Linked DNA regions of Mus musculus: all the other regions are linked to region 1. Evidence: chromatin contacts called from public HiChIP or PLAC-seq and promoter capture Hi-C data. All regions are on one chromosome and are shown on one strand. The core of a region is the stretch at or near the end of the contact, and the rest is flanking DNA. Distances in the headings are between cores, read along the strand shown.

Region 1 (3,383 bases), core at 279-2,778:
TCCCTGGGTTTGAACAAGGTGGAACCAGGTCAGTCAAGCCTAGGTTTGCACAAGTTTTAGTAGATTACTTGGGAAAAATCAATGTTTATAGCAAGCAATGCATTTGACCCACCCACCACTCTGAGTTAGCCCATTTTCAGATAAGGAAACTAAGACCCAGTGATGTAGGCAAAATGGATGATGAATGTCTGCTCTTGAAGGGCTGGAGTGGTGACTGCCACTTAAGGGTTCTGGACACAAAGTATCCATTTGGGCATGCCAGTCTTGAAACATAGTTGCTCCTCCTGGGAGAGGCCGCACTTACCCCAAATAATGAGGTTTAGAGGTCAGGCTGTGGTGGCAATATGCTGACAACTTCAGCATCTGGGAAGTGGAGGCAGGGCAGGAAGAGCAAGAGCTCAAGGACAGCCTCGGCTACATAGTAATATGCTGAGTCCAGCCTGGGCTACGTGAAACCACAATCCAAACAAAACACAATGAGTTCTTGGGGCTTGGCAGTGGGGAGAGGCCTGACATGGGGAGTGAGGGGAGAGTACAAACTGGGGAAGAGAGGCCCCAAAAGGGTGGCGTTGAGAGGGCAAAGGGAAGGTGATCAGTTAGAGAGCAAGGTCAAGCTGCAGCAGCAGGTCCCGTGGATGATGAACTGCTCTGGGGGTCCTGGAGATGCTTGATAGTATCTTCCAGTGAGAGCAAACTGGCTGAGCCTTTCCCAGCAGGTATGCACTGTGAGACTAAATCGGCGCCTGTGTGAAGGAAAGCGCCTCAGGGTGTCCAACCTGGACTCCAGTCGGTCTGTGATTGTCCAGTGTGGGTCTGCACCCTGATGTGGGGTATGTGTCGCTGTGACACCCTGTGTCTGTGCACTCCCTGTGAGGGTGGATCAGGAAGGAAGCGATGGGGGGGGGGGAGGTTTGTGTGACGAATTTGTGTCTAGAATACAGGTCATGCTCGCTGGTGATGTGCCCGGCTCTGTGTTGTATGGTGCATCTGTGTCGTGTGTGTGTGTGTGTGTGTGTGTGTGTGTGTGTGTGTGTGTGTGTTTGCATGGTCTATGTCACTGTTTCTATGTGTTCCTATGTCTGCGTGTCAGCTGCCCAGTCCAGGCTGTGTGTGTGTCCCTCCTTGCATAGGCCAGGACCCGCTTTACCTATGTGTAGCAGCGGTTCCTTCTCTACCGCCTGTCCGTCTGTCTGCGAGTCTTCCCCATGTAGGACGAGGAGGAGGTGGGGAGGAAAGGGGAAAGGTGTTAGGGGTGTCTCTCTGCCCCTACCCCACCCCCACTCTCTCAGTCCCGGGATCGAACCTTATTTAGAGTCGCAATTCGACATCTGTTTTCAAATTTGATCAGCTCTGAACTTTATTTTCCGAGTTTGAGGAAAATTATATTCCATCGATCGCGCGCCCGCCCCCTCCCCCGCACAGCCGCCGCCGCCGCCTCCATATATCTGCGCGCCGAGCCCGGCCGGGCGGCCGCGAGGGCGGGAGAGCGCGCCGCGCCGTGGAGGAGCGAGGGAGGAGGAGGAGGAGGAGGAAGAGGAACTGCAGGGGAGGAGGGGGCTCAGAGACACAGTCCCCCGCGTCTTGGCCCAGAGCTGGGTTCGCAGCTTCCCGCGTCCGTCCTCTGAGCGCGTCTCTTTTGGGGTGTCTCTTCTCTGCATCTCCCCGTCTCTGCTCGTGCCCCTCGTCTCTGTCTCCCTGTCTCTGTCACGCTGTCTCAGGGACTTCCAGACCCCATCCTCTCAGTCTCCGTCTTCGCGGGACTCCGAACATCCTGTGTCCCTCGCCCCGGGGTCTCCTTCCCCAGGACGCCGCGGGGCCATGGCTGCGGGATCCGAACTTTAAACACTTCTCCCCGGACCGGAGCGGATGCGCAAGGCGCGGAAAGTGAGTGAGCGCCGCGGGCCGTCTCGGGGGCGGGGATGAGGGGCGGGGATTGCTGTCCGGGGCGGGGGCCCGGGGCACGGGAGGTGGTCCCCAGAGACCCCGGGACAACTTGGGGGTGTCCGAGGCGGGGCAGCTTGGTGGTCGTCAGCGGGGCACGGCTGTGCCTTAACTCTGGGGAGTTGGGGGGAATCCCGCCGGAGCATCTCGTGGACAGGGGTGCGAGGTGGGAGGGATGAGCCCTGGAGATAGGACCTCGAGACTAGGGTGCAAGGTATGGGAGAGAAGAGTGTGCATATGGGAGCCTTGGGAATGGGAACAGGACATACTAGAGTGTGACTATTTGGGGGTTGGGGCTGAAGGCTGACTTGAGCTTGGGTCTGGGTATTTGAGCCTGAGGAGGCTGGACATTTAGGATCAGAGTACCATGGGTTTTAAAGGTCAAGACTGGAGCTTAGAGACTAGAGTCGGGGATATTTGGTGCTGAAGCCCCAGCTCTTTGGAGATGGAGTTGACTCGTCGGGGATGGAGGTCAGGACTGGGGTTGTGGATGCTTGGGACTGAGGATCAGCGCTGAGATTTGGATCAAGGAGAGAGAGAAAGGAGGTCTGGATTGGGGCTGGAGTTCAAGTCTGAGAGTCTACAAAACTGTATCTGCATATTTGGCGTGAGAGATCACAGGATCTATGGGAAGAATATTGGAGCCAGACCTGGGGTCAGCCCATTTGGGAGCAAGAAGTGCCTAGACTCGAGCTTTGGTCTGGGGATGTCTTGGACCCCCTGTGTAATTCATCCTTGGACCACCTCTGCCATATCTTCACTGCCCAAGTATCTCTTCACTGTCTCTCTGTCTCTGTCTCTGTCAGCATCTCTGCATCTCCTTCCAGCTCTCCAAGGAACCAGGAGCGACTAACTCCCAGGATCTGTCTCTCTAACTCTTTATCTCTGTTTCTCACAACACCACTCTTACCTCGGTGGCACTAACCCTTAGACTACCCCTCCCAGATTCCCTGTGCCTATATCTCTCCCACGCAGCATCTCTCTGTCTCTCACTATCTCTCCGTCTCTGTCTCCCCCAGTATCTCTGTCTCTGTCTCCCCCTCGCTGGTTTCCGCTCAGATTAAGCCGGGGACCTAATTCCAGGCCCAGGATCGAATTTTCTGGCAACAAAGGGAAATAGCGAATCGATCGGTCGCTCCGGAGATTAAGAGACAAGCGGCGCGCGGATCTATCACGGCTAAACGGCCCCCCCGCCCGCTCCCCCCGCCCCGCCGGCCCGCGGAGGCCCAGACGCGCTCCGCATCGCCAAACAGCCTCAGGAGCCCGAGCTGCCCGGCAGGCCCAGGCTTCCCCAAGCCCTGAGCTAGAGCCACGGGAGGAACCTGACAGCTCGAACTGGCTCCTGGGAAGACAGCACACCTGTGCTTCAGGTAACACCCTCCACCCGCACCCCACATCCAACTCACCTGTGCCTCCATGTTCTCCCCATCTGGACCTAAGGG
Region 2 (3,383 bases), core at 324-2,823, 480 kb after region 1:
TGCCTTGGAATTAAGGCTATTTTCCCATCACACTCTACTCTGTTCTTGGTAGACTAGCCCTGCCGGGGCTTAACAGCACACAGCCCAGCTGTTCTCACCCTCAGGAGGGGTCATATATCCGATATTCTGCCCATCAGATATTTACATGAAGATTTCTAACAGTTGCAAAATTACAGTTATGAAGTAGCAACAAAAATAATTTTATGGTCGGAGGTCACCAAACTGTGAGGAGTTGTATTAAAGGATCATAGCATTCGGAAGGTTGAGAACCACTTTCAAAGACCCACCTCAGCCCCCAAACGTTTGTCCCACCCCAGGACCGAAGTCCCTCCTGCAGGTCTTCACCTAGGCCACGTCTCGCCAATGTTATAGCCCCCCGCCTCAGACTGCCCAGTTTTTTTTTTCGTTTTTTTTTTAAAGATTTATTTATTATTATGTGTAAGTACACTGTAGCTGTCTTCAGATGCACCAGAAGAGGGCGTCAGATCTCATTATAGATGGTTGTGACCCACCATGTGGTTGCTGGGATTTGAACTAAGGACCTTCGGAAAAGCAGTCCGTGCTCTTAACCACTGAGCCATCTCTCCAGCCCCCGACTGCCCAGTTTCTAATCAGAACTTTTGCACCAGCCTAGCCTTAGTCTGGCCCCCATTTCCCAGACAAGTTCCAGGAACAGAAAGGCTAAGTAACTGTCCTGAACCACACAGCCAGTTTTGACCCCAGGTGGCAGCCCCACTCCAGGGTCCCCTCCTCCCGGGGTTGGATTTCACAGTAAGAACTGTCCTGTCTGAGCCCCGAGATCCGGTCTGCAATTTAGAGCCGGTCCCTTTGTGCCAGATATCCTTTCTTCAACAAGAGCCCCTCCCCTTTGCACCCCCACCCCTCCCCCCTCTAGCTCCCAGACCACCCAGGCCCCGCCAGAGATCTTTTCCCACCCCATTAATCATCTCCGGTCTCCCGCGGACTAGAGAGGGCTTTCCGAGTTATTCACCGTGCCAAACCCTGACTCAATTCCTTCCCCATTTCCCTCTACTTTCTCAACACCATTTCCCCCGCATTTCCTGGAGGAAGAAGGCTGAGGACATAACATAGTAAAAGACAAGTGTATTCGAGGGACAGGCCCTGGGCTCCCGCTGAACTCTGTGGACCTTTGAGATGTAGACCCCTGAGCCCCTGTCTTGTCCCAAAGTGGGATCCCCACACAGACCAAAACACTGTGGGGAGTGGCTGTGAGGTCACATGTCCAGTTATCATTCAACCCCTAGCTGTGAGGCTTTGGACCAGCTTCTTAACCTCTCTGTTCCTCCGCGTCCTCCAGTGTGCCAGGCACTGTGCACCAGGGATCAGCGTTTACTAAATGAATGCCTGCGGGAGTCTGACTGTGCCACGTGGAGCCTGAGAACACACCCGGAGAATAGCTGGATAGAAGGGTGGAGCGCTGGGCCATCCTCCTCTAGCTCACGCCCGGTGCCACCACGCAGCTCTTACCTGGGACACAGGTAGTCGCCAGCAACAGCAGCAGCAGCAGCCGCCTTGGGAGTCCCATGGGTTCTTCCTTCACCTCTGCTCTAGACTGACCGAGGGGAAGAAGACAGTTTTGTGACCCTAGGGCTCCTCCCACTGTTTGCTAAAGAGTGAGTCAGCTCCAGGGGTTGCCTCGCCTCCCCCCGCCCCGCCCCCGCCCCCCCCCCCCAGCCCTTCCTCTTCCATAGTTCAAGAAACTCTGCCCCTTCCATACATAGTAAGATGCAGTCTCAAAAAAGGAGGGAGGGAAAGAGGGAGGGAGGAACGGAGGGAGAGAGGGAGGGAGAAGGAGGGATGAGGGAGAGAGAGAGAGAGAGAGAGAGAGAGAGAGACTATGATGGAGAAAGGAAGACAACCAAATAGCAAGGGTTAGAATCCTCTCTAGCCTTGGCTATTTCTTACCAATCAGAGTTTATGTTTTCAAAGTTTGTTTTATTTGAGTTTCTCCAGAGAGAGTCTTGCTATGAAGACCAGCCTTGAACTCAGGAACCTCCTGCCTCAGTCTCCCCCGAGTCTGGATCATGGGCACGCTACCATCCTTGGCCGAGGCGGTACAATTCCATGTAGGGAAATCATGTGGAACACTAACTTGCCAAACTAGAGGGCAAAATTCCTTCAGCTCCTGACCAAGGACCTCCTGGGTACTGGGCACTGTTCCAGGAACTGGAACACAGCAGGAAACACAAGGACGCCACCCTCTGCCATTACGATGGGGAGGATACATTAGTTATCTAATCTCTCCCATCAGTCGGAAACCAGGGGAAAAACAAGTTGAAAGAGGAACAAACTGTAGGGAGAGAGGTAAATGGCTTAATTGCTTTGGGAGGGTGATGCGGAGGGCAGCCAGGAAAGGTGTGCAAGAAGTCTAGTGGATTCCTACAGAAAGCCTTTGAGGGAGAGGAAAGAGTCATCGCAAAAGCCCTGAGGGCAAAGAATCACTCAGAGCGGCTCAGTGTGGCTGATGAGTGGGAACCAGAGAGAGCAGAGAGCAATGAGTAGCACCCGTACAGTAGTGATGTCACTGCTGTGAGTACCGAGTCACTGAAGCCTGAGCTGGGAAACACGGAACCCAAGGTCTCCTGCAGGATTGACAAGGAGTCTACCACTGAGCCACGCCCCCAGCCCCTCACTGGGGGAGGCTAGGCAGAGGCTCTACCACTGTGCCACGCCCCCAGCCCCTCCCTGGGGGATTCTAGGCAGGGGCTCTACCACTGAGCCACGCCCCCAGCCCCTCACTGGGGGATTCTAGGCAGGGGCTCTACCACTGAGCCATGCCCCCAGCCCCTCATTGGGGGATTCTAGGCAGGGGCTCTACCACTGAGCCACGCCTCCAGCCCCTCACTGGGGGAGGCTAGGCAGAGGCTCTACCACTGAGCCACACCCCAACCCCTCACTGGGGGAGGCTAGGCAGGGGCTCCACCACTGAGCCACACACCCAGCTTGGCTTGATTTAATGTCAAGATAAGGTAAAAGGTGAAAAATAAAAATAAAAATGCCCAAATAAAGTTTTCCTCTAAGAGGTCCTAACTGAGAGAGTAGGGGGCTGGCCCCAGACTGTGAGGGCTGTGTGACTTACTGATCATTAGCAGGTGTCTTTCTTAGCCTCTCTGTGCTGCAAGCTCATCTGGAAGGTTGAGACAGCAAAGGTCTGAGAGGAGCCCTGAGAGAAGTGAGAGAGATCCTGTTTCATATGGAGGAGGAAAACAAACTGTGATTGCTTTAGGGCCTCAGGCGTAGTATATGCTCAATAAGAAGGTGGTTGTCTTGAACATATTCATTCCTAACTCTAGAATCTGTCAATTGAAAAGCTTTTGCTGGGGGCTGGAGAGATGGCTCAGCATTTAAGAGCACTGACTGCT
Region 3 (3,383 bases), core at 328-2,827, 470 kb before region 1:
AAAGGCCCATGAGGTAAAGGCTGGGTAGCCAGTCTGTGGGAGATCAGAAGAACCTTTAGGAGACAGAGTTCAGTAGAAAACAGTTATGTCATGGTGGCGTATACACCCTTAAATGAACTATTAGGTTTATGGTTCTTGCTATCTTCTTTGCTTCCTAGATGCGAGAAGTGAGCAGTTTCCTCCACTATGCACTCTCTCCATGATGTATCTCAGCACAGGCTCAAAAATGACAGGGCAGACAGGCCATGAAATAACACCTCTAAGAGTGCAAGTTTCAGAAATAAACGCTCCCCTCCCTCGTGAGCTGGCTGGCACAATCGTCTTTAATGTTGACTGTGGGCATTATCAGCTTTCTCCTTTTGCCTTGAACCAAGAACTCCACCAACCTGGACCAACACAGTTCAAGAATCCCTTTTTGCCTATAGTTCATATATTCCTGGACCTGAAGCTCTGGTGATCTTACACACACATACACACACACACACACACACACACACACACACACACACACCGTGTCCTGTAAATTGGAGCAACTAAACCATAGCCAACTTCCTGATGAACAAGAGGAGGCTTTGTTTTCCCCACTGCTCCAGGAAAGAGTTTGGAGGCAAAGATAACTGACTCTGATTTTATTTGTGCATTGTTGCTGGTTTGTTTTTATTTGCTATTTATGGTGCTGAGAATCAAACCTGGAGCCTTGTGCATGCTAGTCAAGCATCTTATCTCTAAGCTACATCCCTAGCCCTTCGTTCTTCATTACAGTTATTTAAGGATGAGGGGAGTGTGCATGCACCAAATGACTATAGCAGTCAAAGGACAATGCACTGATTTCTCTACTTCCTGTGAACAGTGGGGATTGAAGTTAGATCATCAGCTCACTCGCCAGGCAGCCACTAGCCCTTCATTTTTGTTTTTCTTTCTTTGTTAAGAGAGAGAGAGAGAGAATTGAAGAGGAGAGGAAAGGAAGGGAGGGGAGGGGAGGGGAGGGGAGGGGAGGGGAGGGGAGGGGAGGGGAGGGGAGGGGAGGGGAGGGGAGGGGAGGGGAAACTCAAAGCCCTCTTCAGCCTCCAGTGCTGGCACACACCAGCACACCCAAAGTGAACGTCTTCTTAACTGAACTCTGCTTCCCTTGTGAGTGGCTAGGGAACTGGATGAATCTGTCAACAGTGCGAGGACAGGACAACTGTCCAGGCAGTAGCACTTCCATCTACTGTGCTGGCAATCACAAATGGGTGGAGAGAGGAAGCGCAGCTGTCAGCCTCTCTTTGTCAGCCTGCAGTGCCTCGGTTTTGCTCTAAACAGCCAAAAGGTACACGGAAATTCAAGTGAGAAAAAAGCTTAGAGAATGAAACCCCCCACAGTGGGGGAGGAGTCAAGCATACATACACACACACACACACACACACACACACACACACACATGCCAAGGTGTCAGTCATTTGTTCCTTTCTCTGGAGTGTGGTTTCTTTTGTTTGGCCAGTTTTACCTCCCACATTCCCGTAAAGACCTGGTCCAATCTGGTACTAAACTGACCAGCACCGCCTTCCTGCTCTTGATTTCCCAAGGGTGTTCTTGTGTAGGATTAAATTGTAGACACTACTCCACCTGAGCAGTTACAAGAAATCAGAAGCCTCTAACTGGTGACAATCCACACAGCCTTTAAGAACCAACAGACAGCCACAATGAAGCTTCTAGCCTCTCCCTTCCTTCTGTTGCTTCCAGTGATGCTCATGTCCATGGTCTTCAGCAGCCCGAACCCAGGTAAATACAATGAAATGATATTCTCTCTTCTCCTTCTCTCCCTCCCTTCCTCTTTATTTTGTCCGTCCTCCTCCCTTCTATTTTTCTCTCCCTTGAGACAGGCTCTTGATATGTAGTCAGGCTGACCGAAAACTTGGACTCTTCCGACCACAGTATCCTGGGTCCCAGTATTATAGGTGTGCCACCATGCCTGGCTCAAGATTAATTTCTACTTCACCAGAACCATGTGCACACCAAAGATTAATTTGATTTTGTGGGGAAGAAATGGGGTAGAAAACATGGCAAACCCAACAACAAGTGCATTAAAATACTCTTTTAGCAACAAGTTGGGGTAATTAAGTTAGTCTTTCTCAGTACCAGAATCCTCATTAGCAAAAAGAAAGGACCCTCTTTATCCCAAAGGACTCTGTAAACTTTAAGGCACATTCCCAACATGTCTGCAACTGTAGCTGGCAGCATACACACAAGTGTACACACAGCCCAGCCAAGATCCACTTCCCAGACCTTCCCAACCTCTCCTGGAAAAGTCACAGATTTTCTCAGGGCTCAACTGGGGGTGGGAGGCTTGTGGTGGAAGGCAAAGAAATGAGGAGTCCTATAACTTTAGAGTATGCCAAGTAAGCTCGTGATGATACAAACCAGGTCAGTCCTATTAGCAGGCAGTAGTCATGCAGACATTTTAGTCATCCCGGGCTTGGTTGAATGGTCTGTCCCTTTTGAAGCAGACTCGGTAGAGGTTCTGAATCTGTTCTAGTCTTCACCACAGCCAGTGTTTCCCAGCTCTTCACAGAGCCACCACACAGAAGCAAGATCATCTCTATCCATGTACCTTTCTCCTGTGGGTGAGGTACTCTGTGGCATACTCAGCATCATGTGATCCTAAATCCAGGATCACCTGCCTCTGGCAATGTCCAACTTCTTTCCTTTGTAGGGAAAGTTCTCTGAGTTCTTCAGTCCTGGGGCCCATAGTGGCCACTCTGGAAGGGAAGGCTTCTCTATCACTATATGGGCACCAGGGCTAGAGTCCTCCCCATGAACTCAAAGCTCTAGTCACAACACACCTTTCCAGTCCACTTTCTTTCATTCACAAAGATGCACTTATGCTCCAACCATACTAGGCTGCTGATCCCCAACAGGTCCTGTGTTTTCAAACCAGCTCAACTTTACTCACACATCTAATTCAAAGGCTAACACCTTTCCACTCCTCTGCTCTCCACGCTGACTATGCACAGCTCAGTCAGGACTCTTTGTACATCATGGTCTGTCTCACACTGGGGGCACCTCTTCTACCTCTCCTGCCCTGCAGACTGTAACCTTAACCACCTTGGGGGTACAAACTGATGCATTGTTCCCATAATCTTCACACTATCCCACATAACAATCAATATTAGCTAAGGGCTCAGGTTTCTAAGTTCAAAATGATTCACTTCTATGACTCATATGCCAAGGTATGATAGTGTTGGTTTTTTCTTGTTGTTGCTAGTGTGTGTGTATGGGGGAGGGGGGTGCCCATGCATGCTAACCAAGCAGTGTGTCACTGAATTACAGCCATGCCTCTATTTTTTGTTTGTTTGTTTTTCTGAGAAAATCTTTGACTTTTCCAGGAGAGGTTGGGAAGGTCT
Region 4 (3,383 bases), core at 612-3,111, 360 kb before region 1:
TGGAGTGGGCATCTCTGCCTGCTGGGGCTTCCATCCTGCACTGTTCCTCCCAGATCTGCTCACCAAATTCATCAGCTGAGAAGTGCCGTGTCCAGAAAGACTTGCCGTTGGTAAGGACCATCTCATACTCCAACTGCAGCCCGTCTCCCTGTGGGGAGTGGGGAGGCCTAAGTGGGGCTCTGGGCAGGTAGGAGGAAGTCAACAGGAAGGGAAAGAGGAGAAAGGCCAGGCAGCTGCCCCAGGCCCTTACCCCACACTTGCTGAGTGCGATATACCACCATCTTTCACGCACAGAACGGAAGCTGCGGCCACTGGAGCAGCTCAGGTAGCGAGTTCCCTCCTCTGACACCACCTGGGGAGAAGCCAAAAGGCTGAAGTCTCATCTGCAATGCCACCAGGCCCTAGACCTTTAGCACCTCTGCACTGCCTCGCACCTGACAGCCCGACCAGGCGTACTGAGTGGTGAGATTGATGACCTGGTTGTTCTCTGGCCTGATCACCGACTCCTTGGCCAAACAGTCCTAGGGCAAGGCAGAGGCATGGTCACCCTCTGAATGGCTGTGGCCTTCTGTCCCTGGACACCCCTCACATACCCACTCTTCACAGCTCTCACCTTGTCCCTTGCCTTGTACACCGCTGGCCACTGGGATGGGTCGTCAAAGTAGAGGAGGATGTTCTGACAGCACTTAGCCTGAAGACCCAGAGATTTGGCGGTTGGGGTGTTTATAGCAGTTGGAGAGCTTTTGCCAAGGAGGGCCAAGGGAGTGTCCAGCCTCAGCTAAGGAGAGTGGCTAGGGAGACTCACCTCGGGGTATCGGAATCGGAAGTCCAGTCGTCCATAATCCGAAAGGAAACAAAATCTTGTCAGGAACACCCAATCCTGGCAAAAAGAATCCAGTGAGATCTGAGTCCTTCAAGAACTCAGCTTGACCCTACCCACAGACCCTCAACTTTTCTTCTCTACCCAAAGCCACTTAGCTTCCCAAACACCACAAAGCAGCTAAGTCACCTCCAGAATTCTTTCCAGATCCTTTTGCTGTGTGTCCGATTTTCTGCTGCCCTGGTTTTCTCCCTCAGATGTCCCTCAAGTTTCTTTCCCCCCCACCCCCGTCCTCCTCCTCCCCATCTTCCAGACACACTGAAAAAGACCAGGGATGGCCAGGTGCACATCCCCACCACCATCTGTCCTGGACTCTTTCTCAGCTGCATTCCCCCAGTTACACACACACATGCACACACATGCTGAGAGAGAGAGAGAGAGAGAGAGAGAGAGAGAGAGAGAGAGAGAGAGAGAGAGAGAGAGAGAGAGAGAGAGAGAGAGAGAGAGCAGCCCCAAGGTGGTCCCACAAACCATGCCATCATGACATCCTGGGCAATCTCCCAAACCTTCCTTGCTGGTCCTGAGCAGGCCAGGCAACCTCCACTTGGTGGAGTGAGGGGTGCTGTCCCTTCAGCACCACCATGGTGCAGCTCTGTTCCCCGTAACTCTGACTCTGCCTACCGACCCTCCCCACCCAGGCTGGCCTCGACAGCCACCATGCAACCCCCAACCCACAGCCTTCTCCCTGGTCCGGGCCCCCATTCCTCACGCCCCGGCCCGGGAGGGGCGCAGGGGGCGGGGCGGCATCATCCCCTCTTGGGTCCCGCGGGCCAGGGAACGCTAGGAGATGGCTCGGTGTGCTCACCTCTTTGGAGCTGAGGTTGCCCCGCACGTACTTGGCCCGGGTGCGGGGGTACAGTGGCAGCAGCAAGAGCAGTAGCGGCGGCAGCAGGCGGCGCAGCACGGGCGCGCGGGAGGGCTCCATTCCTCCCGCTCTGGCCTCGGCTCGGCTCCGGCTCCCGCTCCGGCCCGGTGACGGAGGCGAGAGCGCGCGGGCTGGCCAGCGCGCGCCCCCGATTAAAGGGGCCGCTGGACGCAGCGGTCTCCGCCCCCTCCTCCGGGATGGACTAAACTGTCTCCTACTCTTCCCACCTGAGAGAGAACATTCTCTTGTCACCTCACCCCAGCTGTGATCCTCTTCTACAGGCGTCTCAAAGAAACCTCAGGATGCGTGTGTCCTAAACTGAACTCACATTCCCGCAAGCAAGGGTCTTCTTTGGACTGCAGACTCCAGGATTTAACCGAGAAAACCGAGCTCTGTCCTGACCACTGATCCCCAGTTTTGACCCCAAATTATTCTATTATTACCCATTCTCTAGATTTGGCAAACCTTGTGCCCATAGACACACAGAAGATGAGACATTGTTCTGGGACACACACATACACACACACAGTAAAACCTTCTAACAAAACAATCACTCCTGACTGCCTGCCCCACCCCTAGGGTGTGAACCCCAGCTGCTTGAGACAAAGGTGAGATATGGAGGAGCCAGTGCTCTAGCTGCCAGGGCTGGCTTTGTCATGTCCCTACCAGAAGACCTAGGACAAATCACTGGGCCTCTTATCCCTTAGTGTAGTTTGATGCCCCCCACCCCCACCCATGCTGCTATTAATTCTGTCATTTCCCATAGGGCAACTGAGAGTCCTGGGAAGGTCTTCCAGCATCAGACTCCAACAAATATTCCTAGCTTTATCCTTCACCCTCCACTGCAGAAAATTCATTCACTGCTGCTCAAAATGCCATTTCAAAAGCTTTCTGGCTAGACACATCTGCGGGGTAGGGGGACAGGCAATTCTTTGTGAATTCAAGGCCAGACTGGTCTCTGCATTAAATTCCAGAACAGTCAGGACCACATAAGTGAGAATCTGTTTTAAAAATGGGGGAAAAAAAAAAAAGCCAGGCAGTGGTGGCGCACGCCTTTAATCCCAGCACATGTGAGGCAGAGGCAGGCGGATTTCTGAGTTTGAGGCCAGCCTGGTCTACAGAGTGAGTTCCAGGACAGCCAGGGCTGCACAGAGAAACTCTGTCTTAAAAAAAAAAAAGAAAGAAAGAAAGAAAGAAAGAAAGAAAGAAAGAAAGAAAGAAAGAAAGAAAGAAAAAAGAAAGAAAAAGAAAAAAGAAAAGAGAAGGAAAAGGAAAGTATGAACAAAAAGCTTTCTGGCTGGAGATGTAGCTCAGTGGTAATATGTTTGCCTAGCTTATGTGTAAGGTCCTGAATCACATTCCCAAAATAGCAAATAAATGAAATTCCTGGAGTAAGACATGGTACATGCAATTAACCCCAGTACTTGGGAAACAGACTGGTGGATTGCTCCAAATTCCAAGCCAGTCTGGTCTATACCATAGGGAGACTGTCTCAAAAAAAAAAAAAAAAAAAAAAAAAAAGAAAGAAAGAAAGAAAGAAAATTAAAAAAACGGAAGAAAAATTCTAAACAAATTAAAACATACAAACTGAGAAGAAAAAAATAAATGCATGGAAAACTCTGAGTGTAAACTTTTTAC
Region 5 (3,383 bases), core at 365-2,864, 360 kb after region 1:
ACACATATAAATAACAAATGTATATATATATATATATATATATATATATATATATATATATATGTGTGTGTGTGTGTGTGTGTGTGTGTGTGTGTGTATTGGTTCTCTGAGACAGGGTTTCTCTGTGTAGCCCTGGCTATTCTGAGACTCCCTCTGTAGATCAGTCTGGCCTCAAACTCAGAGATCTGCCTGCCTCTGCCCCATGAGTGCTGGGATTAAAGGCGTGCGCCACCACACTCACGGTGTAATTTTTAAAATATTCATAAAGGAACTTGAGAGAGAGACTCAGTGCTTAACAGCACTAGCTGGAGCAGGGCTTGGTGGTGCATACCACTGATTCAAGCACTGGGGAGGCAGAGGCAGAGGCAGGCAGACCTCTGTGTCTTGGAGGCCAGCCTGCTCTATAGCCAGAGCTATGTAGCAAGACCCTGTGTCAAAAAAAAAAAAGCAACACTGCCTGAACAATAGCAATGTTTAAGCCGGTTTCCATTGGTTCTCTAATATACTTATATAATATAAGACACTGAGGCCCATAACTGTAAGGTGACTTCTTCATCGTCACACGACTAGAAATTGGCAGAGTCCAGCGCAAACCAGTTACTCAGCCCCACCAAATAACTCCCGTGACTCCCAGGGTTGACCAGACGTCATGGATTATCCGGCTGAGTGCGGAGGACTTTTATGAGCACATCACAGGCATACTAGCGCTGGGCAGGAAGTTGTACTGTCGCTGCCTGGAAGTAGGCCAAGCACTCAATGTCACCCTTGGCCTGGCACTCCTAGGCCACCTAGGGAGGGGCAGTAGGTAGCACGGGGTGCTAGGCGTGGTAAATGTCGGTGAAGGGTGCCTAAAGTACTATGCAAGTGCCTTCGGGGGGTCAACTGAGTACTGCCCCTTGCCCTTTCTGAAGAAATAGCCAAACTTTCTGTAAAGGCTTGGAGGAATAGAATCGAATCGACCTGAGCTTTTTGAACGGCTCCCAAAGGCTGAATTCAGACTATACATGGAATTCTCAATGCAAGGCCAAAGAGACACCTCAGTGGTTAAAGGCAGCTGCAGCCAAGCGTGAAGATCTGAGTTCGATTCCTGGGACCCACAAGGTGGAAAGTGAGAACTGAGTCCACAAGAGTCCACAAGAGTCCACAAGTTGTCCTCTGACCACCACACTCAAACACATCCACAATGACAAACAAGTAACTAAATGTAATTAACATTTGAAAGAAAATAACAGGGGCAGTAACAAAAAGAAACCGGAGTGGGAATGTGGGGAAGGGGTGGGGGAGCGGGCCTGTGCAGTCTGTCTTAGCAAGGCACTTGGGAGGTGAAGACATGAGGACTACCAGTTCATGGCTATTCTCGGCTATGTAGGGAGTTTGATGCTAGCCTGGGCTACTTGAGACCCTATCACAGGAAGGAGAAAACAGGAGGGATTAACCACATCCTTACAGATGTGCACTTTCCTAGCTAGGATCCTTAGGCGGATAGCTTCGCGCTTGCTCACTAACTTGCCAGCTGGGTGGTTCAGTCATTCCCTCCTTCCATCACATCTTCCCCCTCTGCAGCCTCTTGCTGGCCGAGAGTGCGCATGCGTGCCGACGCCCCCTCCAGCCCCGGATGGGAGGAGGGGATGGAAGTGAAGCTGGGCCCTACGGCTCGGCAATCTCCTTCCCGCTCTTCTCTCCTCCAACGGCGTCCCAGCGCCCGCTGGGAGGTGCAGGTCCGAGGGCTACAAGGTAGCTCACGAGGCTTAATTGAGACGGGAGGGTTCCGGAGCCCCACCCCCGGGGAGGGACCGCCCTGCAGGTGAGAAGGGCTGGGTCCTGGTCTCCTGGAGATGGATTGGGGGCTGGCCGCTAGGATCTCTCCGCGAAGGGTAGATATGGATCTCGGTGCTCTGGTTTTTGAGGAGTGCATGCGATGCCAGACGTTTGGGACTCCCTCCATGAAAGTCTATATTCTGGGTCTCTAGGTGGTTCTATAAGCCACACCTTCCTTTCGTCTTTTTCTCCAGGTTTCCCTAATTCTCTGAGTCCCCAGTTCTATGCCAGAGATGCGATTTAGCGACACAGCATCAGTAGGCTGAGACTAAAGACAGGGTAAGCCCCCCTTTCTACTAGAATCCCTTCCACTGTACCCAAAGCGCTTCTGGGACAGGGTGGCCAAGGGCACACCCACTGCGCTCAAAGACCAGCCCCTGGGCTTGGGTGGCCGGGCCACTGACTGCTCTTTTTGTATAGCCCCGCCCACTCCAGATTTAGCGGTCCCGCCCACTCTGAGATAGCCCCACCCCACCCAGTGAAAAGATTATCTCTTGGTTTTATTTTCATATCCCCTCCTAGTGTGTACTTAGGCTCCACCTTCCAGCCTTCTGCTCTTGAGTTAGGACTAGACTTAACCAACAGCCTGGTTCTAAACAGACTGGCCTTTTGATTTTAGGCCCGCACCCCTGTCTCCATGAACTTGTTAACCACTGGCGCCATCCTCGCCCCTTGCCCAGCTGCCCCTTGGTCCCTCTGCCAGCAAGATGCTGGGTGGAAGCGTGAAGTCCGAGGTCAGGGCCTCGGAACCTAGTCCCACCTGTCAGGACCCGGAGACCAAAGGTGAGAGCAGCCCAGGTTCTCATAGGGATCATTCCCCAGGAGTGACAGCCCAGGAGAACCAACGTAATGACCATTGGGGCCACCACCACCACTACCCTTAGCAGATTGTGGGGGATTATGGGTAGTGTTGGAAATGGACACTTTAGAAGCTTTCGGCACTGGCTTGGCAACTCTTTGAGGCGCTCATAGGACGTGGGGTCAGAGGGCAAGCAGAAATGTCCTCGAGTGGGACACCAGTGTGACACTTGCCTCCTCGGACACTTTGAGATACCCCTCTAGTATTAAGAGATGACAGGGCCCGACGTGGTGGCGCACACCTTTAGTTCCAGCGCTCAGGAGGTAGAGGCAGAGGGAATCCCTGTGAGTTTGGGGCCAATTGGTCTACAGAGAGTGTTCCAGGCCAGCCAAGGTTACATGGTGAGGCCCTGCTTTATACAGAGTGTTGGGAGGTGGAGCCTGGCCTGGACCCAGGGTGTGCCTGTTTCTAGAAGCCCACCAGTTCTCCTGTCCCCCAGCCCCACACCAGGACCTGCCGAGGCCCAACCAGCCCGCTGCCTCTGGGAGCGTGCCCTCCCGGCCCCGCCGGCGGCCCCCTCCCCAGCGCCCGCACCGCTGCCCGGATTGCCCCAAGGCCTTCTCGTACCCATCCAAGCTGGCCACGCACCGGCTAGCGCACGGCGGCACCCGCCCGCACCCGTGCCCCGACTGTCCCAAGGCCTTCTCCTACCCGTCCAAGCTGGCTGCGCACCGCCTCACGCACAGCGGAGCTCGCCCGCACTCCT
Region 6 (3,383 bases), core at 380-2,879, 330 kb after region 1:
CCGCAGCTGCTCCTCCTCCCGGCGAGCGGCCACTCGTTCCCCGGCCAGCTCACCCCGGAGCAGGGCCACCTCCACCTCCATCTGCGAAAAAACAAGGCGAGAATTTGGGTGCAGCAGCCAGTGGAGGAAGGGGCTGGGAGATGGGAAGTCTGGAAAAGGCCTCGGGCCTTGAACACCTGCTGCTTATCAAAAAGGATCCTAAAGTTTAGAATGGACTCGGTGTCTTGGCTCGCAGGTTCCCTCACGGGTTGATTTCCCAAGATCTCCCCATCCTCACCTCGATCCTCAGTTCCTTCTTCTGGCGCTGTAACTCCTTCACCCGCTGCTCCATCAGAGCCACGCGAGTCAGTGCCTCCAGCTGCTGTCCTCGCAGCCGCCGCGCTGCCCCCCGCAGCTCTTCCCCAGAAGGGAGGCATGGGGAAGGTGTGGCTGGAATCTGCGCGGCAGGCGTAGCCTCGGGCTGAAATTAGAGAGGGTGTGATGAGAACAAGTCTCGCCCCCCTCAAGTCACCAAACAGGTCTGGTCCCACCCCAGTAGTGCCTCTGGGGGTCATGAGCTGCCAAGTTCAACTACTTCCTTTCGGGTCCGAATGGAAGACCGTGAAGCGGGGAAGCCGGCAGGTTCTGAACCCATCATACAAAGCCACTATGCTCTGAAGCTGAACTAGCAGAGCTTGCTTCCTTTTCTTTCCTTCCTTCCTTCCTTCCTTTCTTTTTTCTTTCTTCCTCATTTCTTCCCTCCTTTCCTTTTCTTCTTTTCCTTTTTCCTTTCTCCCTTCTCTCTCCTTTTCTTTTTTCTTCCTCCATTTCTTCCTCTATTCTTTCTTTTTTTTTCTTCCTTCCTTCCTTCCTTTCCTTCTTTCTTTTTTGTACCTGAATGCTAGTGGAAATCAGAAGATTCTTGCCTTACATCAATGAGGGTTCTGGGGATCGAACCCAGGTCGTCAGATTTGACAGCAAGTGTCTTTGTACACGATGAGCTCATCTGTCCCTGAGTCTCAACCTCTTGGGATCTCTTTCTCAGAGTCCCTGGATCGCTCTTCTTCCCCCCACCCCCACCCCCGTCCCTCTCTCTGACTTAGACTCTTCTATGTTGGCATTTCTTTTTGTTTCTCTTCTGGGTCTGTGTGTCTTCCCTGTGTCTCTCTTTTAGGTCTATGTCTCACTCCCTGTGTCTCTGTCGTATCTAGTTTCTATGTTTCTACCCGAGTCTCTCTGGCTTCAAATCCAACTTTGTCTAACAGGGTGTTTCTGCCTGTCTATGGGTACTCTCCTTGACTCTGGGTCTCTGTCTAGTCTCTCTCTTTATGTTCTTCTGTGTCGTCTTGGGTGTCTGTCTGTCCGTCTGGACAGCCCCCCCGGGGGGATGATCCCTCACCTCTTCGCGGCAGCTCTCGGTGCTGCTACCTTCTTCCACTTCTTCCTCTTCCTCGGCCTGCCGCCCAGCTCCGGGGCAACTTGGAAGCTCCGCTGGGACTTCGGGCTCCTTGTGCTCTTTGGGATCCTCGGGGTGCCCCTGAGGCTGCACAGCCCCTTGAGGCTGGACCTCGACGGCGCATTCCGAAACCTTTGGAGACGAGGAGCCCTCCTCTAGGGTGCTGGGTGTCCCCATGGCCGCTTCGGATTCCTGTGGTGTGGGCGTGGTCAGTTTCAGAGGCGTGGTCTGATGTTTGTGGGCGTGGTCTAGAGCGCGTTGAGCTTGCCCAGAGGGCGGAACCTAAAGGTTCAGAGACCAGCTCTGAACATTCCGCGGGCGTAGATTTCCTGGGGACCCGCTCGCGACTGGGGAGAGGCTGTCGGCTCCGAAGGTGACACACACACCTAGAGGTGGGAAGAGAATTTGAGTCCGGGGTCCTAACGCTCCCCGTGCTGGGGCGTCGCACGCTGAGCCTTCCCTTTGCTCCATGTGTCATCCCTGAGCCCCTTCTGCAGCCCTCTCCAGTTTCCCGGATTGCCTCCAAGAGATTCCATCTCCTCTACCCTCTCGGGACTAGCCCGGCTCTCCTCCTTGGAGCTCCACAGTTGGGTCCCGAACCACCTGTAAGGAATCAGCGTCCGAGGCTCCTCACCCCAAGATCCAGAACTCGGGGCTGGCAATGTCTACCTCTCCGGATATGCCTGGGGCCCCAACGCCTCCGTTCCTTCCCGGGAGGAGGTCCTCGTAGGTCGTCAACCTTCTTTCTGGCTCTGCACTGGGCACTGCCGCTCCTGCGGCTAAACAGGTGGCTGGAAGGAGGGAGGAGAGAGAGGCCGCCCCGTCCCCCTCCCCAGCAGCCCGGAAGTGGAGGGGGGGACAACAGGTCCGACAGCTCTCCTGGGAGGAGGGAGCCAGCAGCCTGCCCCGCCCGCAGCCCAGGCACCCAGCCATCCCGGCCCCTCCAGCCCCACCCAGAGAGAGCCCAGCGCCCAGACCTCCCACTCAGCCTCCGGTGCCCCTGGAGGGCCGGGCTTCTTAGCCACCTGCATACAGCAGCCTCCCTAAGGCCGAAGCCTAGGAAATCCTCAAAGGAAGATAGGAATGAAGATGGGGGCCTCTCCCCTCTAATAAGCCCTTTGGAAGGGCCCTGACCGGTTTAGGGAGCCGGACAAGGGGAGGGGGTATCCCGGGCTGAGTCAGCGATCTGCCCAGAGACAGAGTGTGCCCCACGCGCACACAGTTTACTATGGGGTGGGGCACAGAGGTTAAAGGTCACAGCCAGACCCTTTCCTCTCTGGGCAGAAACAGGAAAATATCTGGTATGCAAAACCCGACTGTTAGACATCAAGAGCTGTGCAAAACATTTGACACACCTCAGTGTCATACCACACCACAGCCCATAGAAAAAAAGAGATCGACCGTCTCCATTGTACAGTTGTGGGGACCGAGGCTGAAGGAAACAAATACACCTAGGATCTACAAGCATTCTAAATGACTTTTTTAAAATTATTATTACTTGTGTATGTGAAAGATAGTGCAGGTATGTAAGTGGCACCCAACATGTAAAGAGCTCATAGGACATCTTTGGGAAGTGGTGCCTTCCAACGTGGGATTCAGGCATGGAACTCAAATCATCTTGTTAGCAAGAGCTTTACACTCTCGGCCTTCTCAGCCCACATCTGTTACTACCTGCTTTGTCTCTCGAGATCTGTACTCATAACTATTTGGCAATACAGGAGGGACAATAGCAGCGACAGGGGCAGGGGAGCTGGTCATGCAAGCAGGGTGCAAGAAGTCAGACATCGGGATTTATCAGTTCAGTGAAATATCCCGTTATTGTTTCCATTACACAGATCAGAAAGCTAAGGGATGGAGAGGGGCTCATTTGGCCTGGGACTCCCAGGGGAGGGGCTCACACAGAATTATGTGCTGCGGTGCAAGTCTGTGAGAATACCTCCCCTACATC
Region 7 (3,383 bases), core at 358-2,857, 310 kb before region 1:
ACAGATCAGGCCTTGAATACTGATCCCAGCACTTCCTTGCTATAGGACTTTGGCAGATTAATTTCCCCTGTAAGAAAGAGCCTTTGGTTCTTAATCTGTGGTAGGGGTTACAATAGCAGGCCCCTCATTGGGATTTTATGAGTATGAAGATGTTACAGACAATGCTTGGCTCCCAGCCTGGCACATCGTGAGCACTAAGAATTGAGAGCTGTTATTGTAACAATGATGATTATTGCTGGACCACGCTGCTCCCAGAGGGTTACAATATCCGTGGGGAGCTGCACTGTCCGTAGGCAAGGTTACATAATTCCCAAAGGGGTGACACTTCCCTGGAGGCCATGGTCTCCCTAAGGAGGAGGCATGAGACTTCTCTCTAGCACCCGTGAGCTGGTTTAAAGGCTGAATAGGAACCCAACAACGGAGAAGTTTGGGTTTGAAGCCTTAAGCACCTATAGCCTGAGCCAGATAGGCCTTCCCTCTTGCTTGCCGCATCTCACGGCTCTGATTCATCATCTTTTCAGTCTCCTAGTCCCCTATCTCTTCCTTTGGTAACTCCGGTTGGTTTATTTTTCATTATTTCCCTGAGACTGTTTAGGTTTAGTTTATGAGAATATAGCTCTGCTTCCCCTCTACCCAGTAGCAGGCTGCCTACCTGCATCCGATCGGTACCCCGATTTCCTGTTTCCCGAGCCTCAGGCTCCATCCATTCCTCCTATCTGCTGCAGCGAACACAGACTTAACACTTCCCCTACGCTCGGGCCTTTGGTCTTAAGCCCTGTCTTCCTCTCTCCTGGCGACCCCCAATGCTCCTCCGGAGCACATTTGTTCAGACTTGGGTCGCCCCCAGCATCCTGGCACTATCTCCGGAACCCCCTGCTCCAGTGTGGAGGTGGGGGTACCTCCGGCCGCGTTCCCAGGACAGCTGCAGCCTAAGGGACAGTGGTGATTGTGGGGGCTCCCGAATGCATTCTGGTCACTTCCTCCCCAGCTGGACTGGGTCTATCAGGAAGGCCAAGACCCCATCTCCACAGGAGTCGAGGGTACAGCCGCCTCCCCATTTCCGATGCTGGGAAATGTTTCCCACCCATTCCACCCCACCCCTGGACAGCTGCCCTCTTTCAGGCTCGGGGTTGAGGGGGTTGGGTAAACTCAGGCTGGGAAATGGCTGTGCTCTTGATCATCCTCCAAGATCCAGACTCCGCCCCCCTGCGGAGAAGACTCTGCCCCTTCCCCACAAAAATTTCTGATCGTCCCCCTTCATATAATTCCTTTCCTCCAAAAAGGTCCCAAAAGAAACTCTGGAGCCAGGAAAGGGCAGAAGAGAGGCAGCAGGTACTGAGTGCTGAAGACTTAAGTTCTTCTGACTTAGAGCCTCCAAGAAGGGTCGTGACCCCCAGGACCTCCCCAGCCCCTCCCTGCCCTTCCTCCCCCCCCCCCCCCCCCCGCCGCGCGGCCCCTTTAAGCCAAGAGCCGGCCGGTCCTCAGTGGCTGCGCGCCGGCAAGCGTGTGTGAGTGCGCGGGAGGGGGCGGGCACAGTGTCTCCATGGCGACGCGGCGGTGACGTCGCCGGCCGGGGGGCGTGGGCGTCCCGGCCCCGGAGTGCGATATTAACCCGGGAGGCGGCGGCGGGGAGGGGAGAGGCTCTGAGAGGCGAGGCCGGGTGCGGCGGCGAGGGCGTCCCAACGGGCGCGGGACGGGACGGGGCAACGCGGGCGCCAGGAGCAGCGGCCCGGAGTTGGGGCGCCTTGCCCCGGGCCCCCCAGCATGAAGACCCCGGCGGACACAGGTGGGGGCGGGGGCAGCACGTGTGGGGGAGACTTGTTGCCCCGGGAAACCGGGAGGGAAAACTTTGGGTGGGGGCTGAAGGGGTTCTGGGGAGCCCGATTGATACCCAGTTCTTGGGGACCCCCAAGCACTCGAGACCTGTTGCTTCTAGAGGCGCGAGCTGGGGTGCTGCCTGGGAGCCCCAATTCTGTGGATCCTTTCGGAATGGTATGGGTGCTGCGGGTGCTGGGCTTTCCCTTCCCGGACTCGGCAACCTGGGTTCTCCCGGGATCACTGGGGTGGCAGAGTCCCCTCCCTGTCGTTCTGTCACGTTGCACTCCGGGGGCCGGGACGTGTGCGGTGCGAGGTGGGGGTTCTGTACAGGGACCCGCTATGCTCGGTTCTGCGCTGCGCGGTCCGGCCCGTGACCTTCACGGCAGCGCGTGCCCAGCACCCGGTGAGCGGGATACGGGATGGCCTGGAGCTGGGCGTGAGAGGGGAACACGGGACTCGGGGTCCGGGCTGCACCGCCCCTCCCCCGTCCGTCTCCTCGCTCCCCCGCCCGGACTGAGTCGCAAAGTTCCAAAGCGCAGCCCGAACGTTCGAAAAAGGAACTTTTTGTTTCCGACCTTAGAACGCGCGGCTTTAAGGTGGCTCAGGGGAGACTTGGGTACCCTCCTCCGGCGCGGGCGGAGGCTGGGAGTTGAGGAGGGTGGGAAAGATGGGGGGGGGGGGGGGAATGCAGAGGCTCTCCCTTCGTCCTTCCCCCTCCCCGATCCTGCGCTTCTTTCAGCGGGCCGTCTTTTCCCTCCGCCCCTCTCTTCCCCGCCAAGTTGCTCCTCCTTAAGGGGCCAGGATTCCCCTCCCCCCCCATCGCCGGGCGGGGGGCAGCAGGATTAACCCCCCCTCCCACTCGGACTTTCCCCCTTCCCCTCCCCCGCCGCCCCCGGGCTCGCACAGGCTGGACTTTGCGCCCGGGCGCGCGGGGGGAGGGGGCCTCGCCGCCCCCTGCCCGTCTGCCCCGTCGGAATCCGGCCCGGGGCGGGGACGAGGGGAGGGGGAAGGGGGCCGGGCGCCGCTGTTCAAACTTGTTTCCTTCCCCCGGCGGCGGCCGCGGCTCCGGCTCCTATGTGCGGGTGTGTGCCCCGACCGGCCCACCCACCCCACCTCCCTGCTCGGCGGGTGGGGGCGGCTCTTAAAGGGCTCGGAGCAGGGCTCCGGCGCCAGGGGATTGGGGCCAAGGAAGGGGGTCGGGAGTGGGGTAGGGGTGTGCAGTGCCATAGGGTCAGTCACGTGCGTCCCACTTACTCCCCACTCCCCGACTCCCACAGGCTCGTGAGCTGCCGGGCCCTGGGGGCAGCAGGAGCCTCGCCTCACCGGGGAGGGGACCAAGGCGCCCAGACAACCCCGCCTTGTCTTCCCTCTATGTTACGGGCCTTGGCTTGACGGAACCTGTAGGGCCACTGCAACCCTGTCTGGGGTCCCAGTCATGTGTAGATTCTCAAGGGAAGGCGAGAGACCAGAACGGCCTCGAGGTCGGTCTGTTTCTCCGACTGCTGGCCACTGCTAGCCCTTCCATCCGATCCTCCATCCCGGCGTTTTTCTGCTCCGCCGTGGCT

The links. Promoter capture Hi-C pulls out the DNA fragments that hold promoters and counts their contacts. HiChIP or PLAC-seq counts read pairs in DNA pulled down with a chosen protein or histone mark.
Region 2: a promoter capture Hi-C map of embryonic stem cells shows a contact between it and region 1. The contact joins the promoter of Plaur here to the promoter of Erfl in region 1. A contact is called at or near these places in 1 of 39 promoter capture datasets (embryonic stem cells) and 1 of 115 datasets of contacts at active chromatin or transcription factors (memory CD8 T cells).
Region 3: a contact with region 1 is called in a promoter capture Hi-C map of embryonic stem cells. The contact joins the promoter of Cxcl17 here to the promoter of Erfl in region 1. A contact is called at or near these places in 4 of 39 promoter capture datasets (the HPC-7 cell line, cranial neural crest, embryonic stem cells and 1 more).
Region 4: a contact with region 1 is called in a promoter capture Hi-C map of embryonic stem cells. The contact joins the promoter of Tmem145 here to the promoter of Erfl in region 1. A contact is called at or near these places in 4 of 39 promoter capture datasets (cranial neural crest, embryonic stem cells, frontonasal cranial neural crest and 1 more).
Region 5: an H3K4me3 HiChIP or PLAC-seq map of forebrain shows a contact between it and region 1, with 4 times the contacts expected there. The contact joins the promoter of Zfp575 here to the promoter of Erfl in region 1. A contact is called at or near these places in 4 of 39 promoter capture datasets (cranial neural crest, embryonic stem cells, maxillary cranial neural crest and 1 more) and 4 of 115 datasets of contacts at active chromatin or transcription factors (embryonic stem cells, forebrain, neural tube and 1 more).
Region 6: a promoter capture Hi-C map of stem cell-derived epiblast-like cells shows a contact between it and region 1, with 3 times the contacts expected there. The contact joins the promoter of Phldb3 here to the promoter of Erfl in region 1. A contact is called at or near these places in 6 of 39 promoter capture datasets (the C10 cell line, embryonic stem cells and stem cell-derived epiblast-like cells), 4 of 115 datasets of contacts at active chromatin or transcription factors (embryonic stem cells, forebrain and pancreatic cancer cells) and 2 of 9 other capture datasets (adipose tissue and embryonic stem cells).
Region 7: a promoter capture Hi-C map of embryonic stem cells shows a contact between it and region 1. The contact joins the promoter of Erf here to the promoter of Erfl in region 1. A contact is called at or near these places in 3 of 39 promoter capture datasets (cranial neural crest, embryonic stem cells and second pharyngeal arch cranial neural crest), 1 of 15 datasets of contacts at CTCF or cohesin (embryonic stem cells) and 3 of 115 datasets of contacts at active chromatin or transcription factors (embryonic stem cells and memory CD8 T cells).

What each region holds. Positions count from the first base shown.
Region 1 is chr7:24,942,916-24,946,298 of GRCm38.p6, reverse strand. Erfl (ETS repressor factor like) reads left to right here and starts at 1,528. Exons shown (of 6, transcript NM_001370804.1): 1 at 1,528-1,884.
Region 2 is chr7:24,460,673-24,464,055 of GRCm38.p6, reverse strand. It overlaps Plaur (plasminogen activator, urokinase receptor), which reads right to left and starts at 1,573. Exons shown (of 7, transcript NM_011113.4): 1 at 1,489-1,573. The coding sequence starts at 1,546.
Region 3 is chr7:25,411,080-25,414,462 of GRCm38.p6, reverse strand. It overlaps Cxcl17 (chemokine (C-X-C motif) ligand 17), which reads left to right and starts at 1,577. Exons shown (of 4, transcript NM_153576.2): 1 at 1,577-1,761. The coding sequence starts at 1,683. The region is part of intron 3 of 4732471J01Rik (RIKEN cDNA 4732471J01 gene); the gene reads right to left.
Region 4 is chr7:25,304,586-25,307,968 of GRCm38.p6, reverse strand. Tmem145 (transmembrane protein 145) reads right to left here and starts at 1,861. Exons shown (of 15, transcript NM_183311.2): 1 at 1,686-1,861; 2 at 806-880; 3 at 614-691; 4 at 435-521; 5 at 251-352; 6 at 64-148. The coding sequence starts at 1,805.
Region 5 is chr7:24,585,872-24,589,254 of GRCm38.p6, reverse strand. Zfp575 (zinc finger protein 575) reads left to right here and starts at 1,614. Exons shown (of 4, transcript NM_001033205.3): 1 at 1,614-1,804; 2 at 2,013-2,097; 3 at 2,438-2,601; 4 at 3,117-3,383. The coding sequence starts at 2,526. It also overlaps a transcript of Ethe1 not described here.
Region 6 is chr7:24,609,574-24,612,956 of GRCm38.p6, reverse strand. It overlaps Phldb3 (pleckstrin homology like domain, family B, member 3), which reads right to left and starts at 1,629. Exons shown (of 15, transcript NM_001102613.1): 1 at 1,379-1,629; 2 at 278-460; 3 at 1-81. The coding sequence starts at 1,612.
Region 7 is chr7:25,248,982-25,252,364 of GRCm38.p6, reverse strand. It overlaps Erf (Ets2 repressor factor), which reads left to right and starts at 1,607. Exons shown (of 4, transcript NM_010155.3): 1 at 1,607-1,786. The coding sequence starts at 1,765.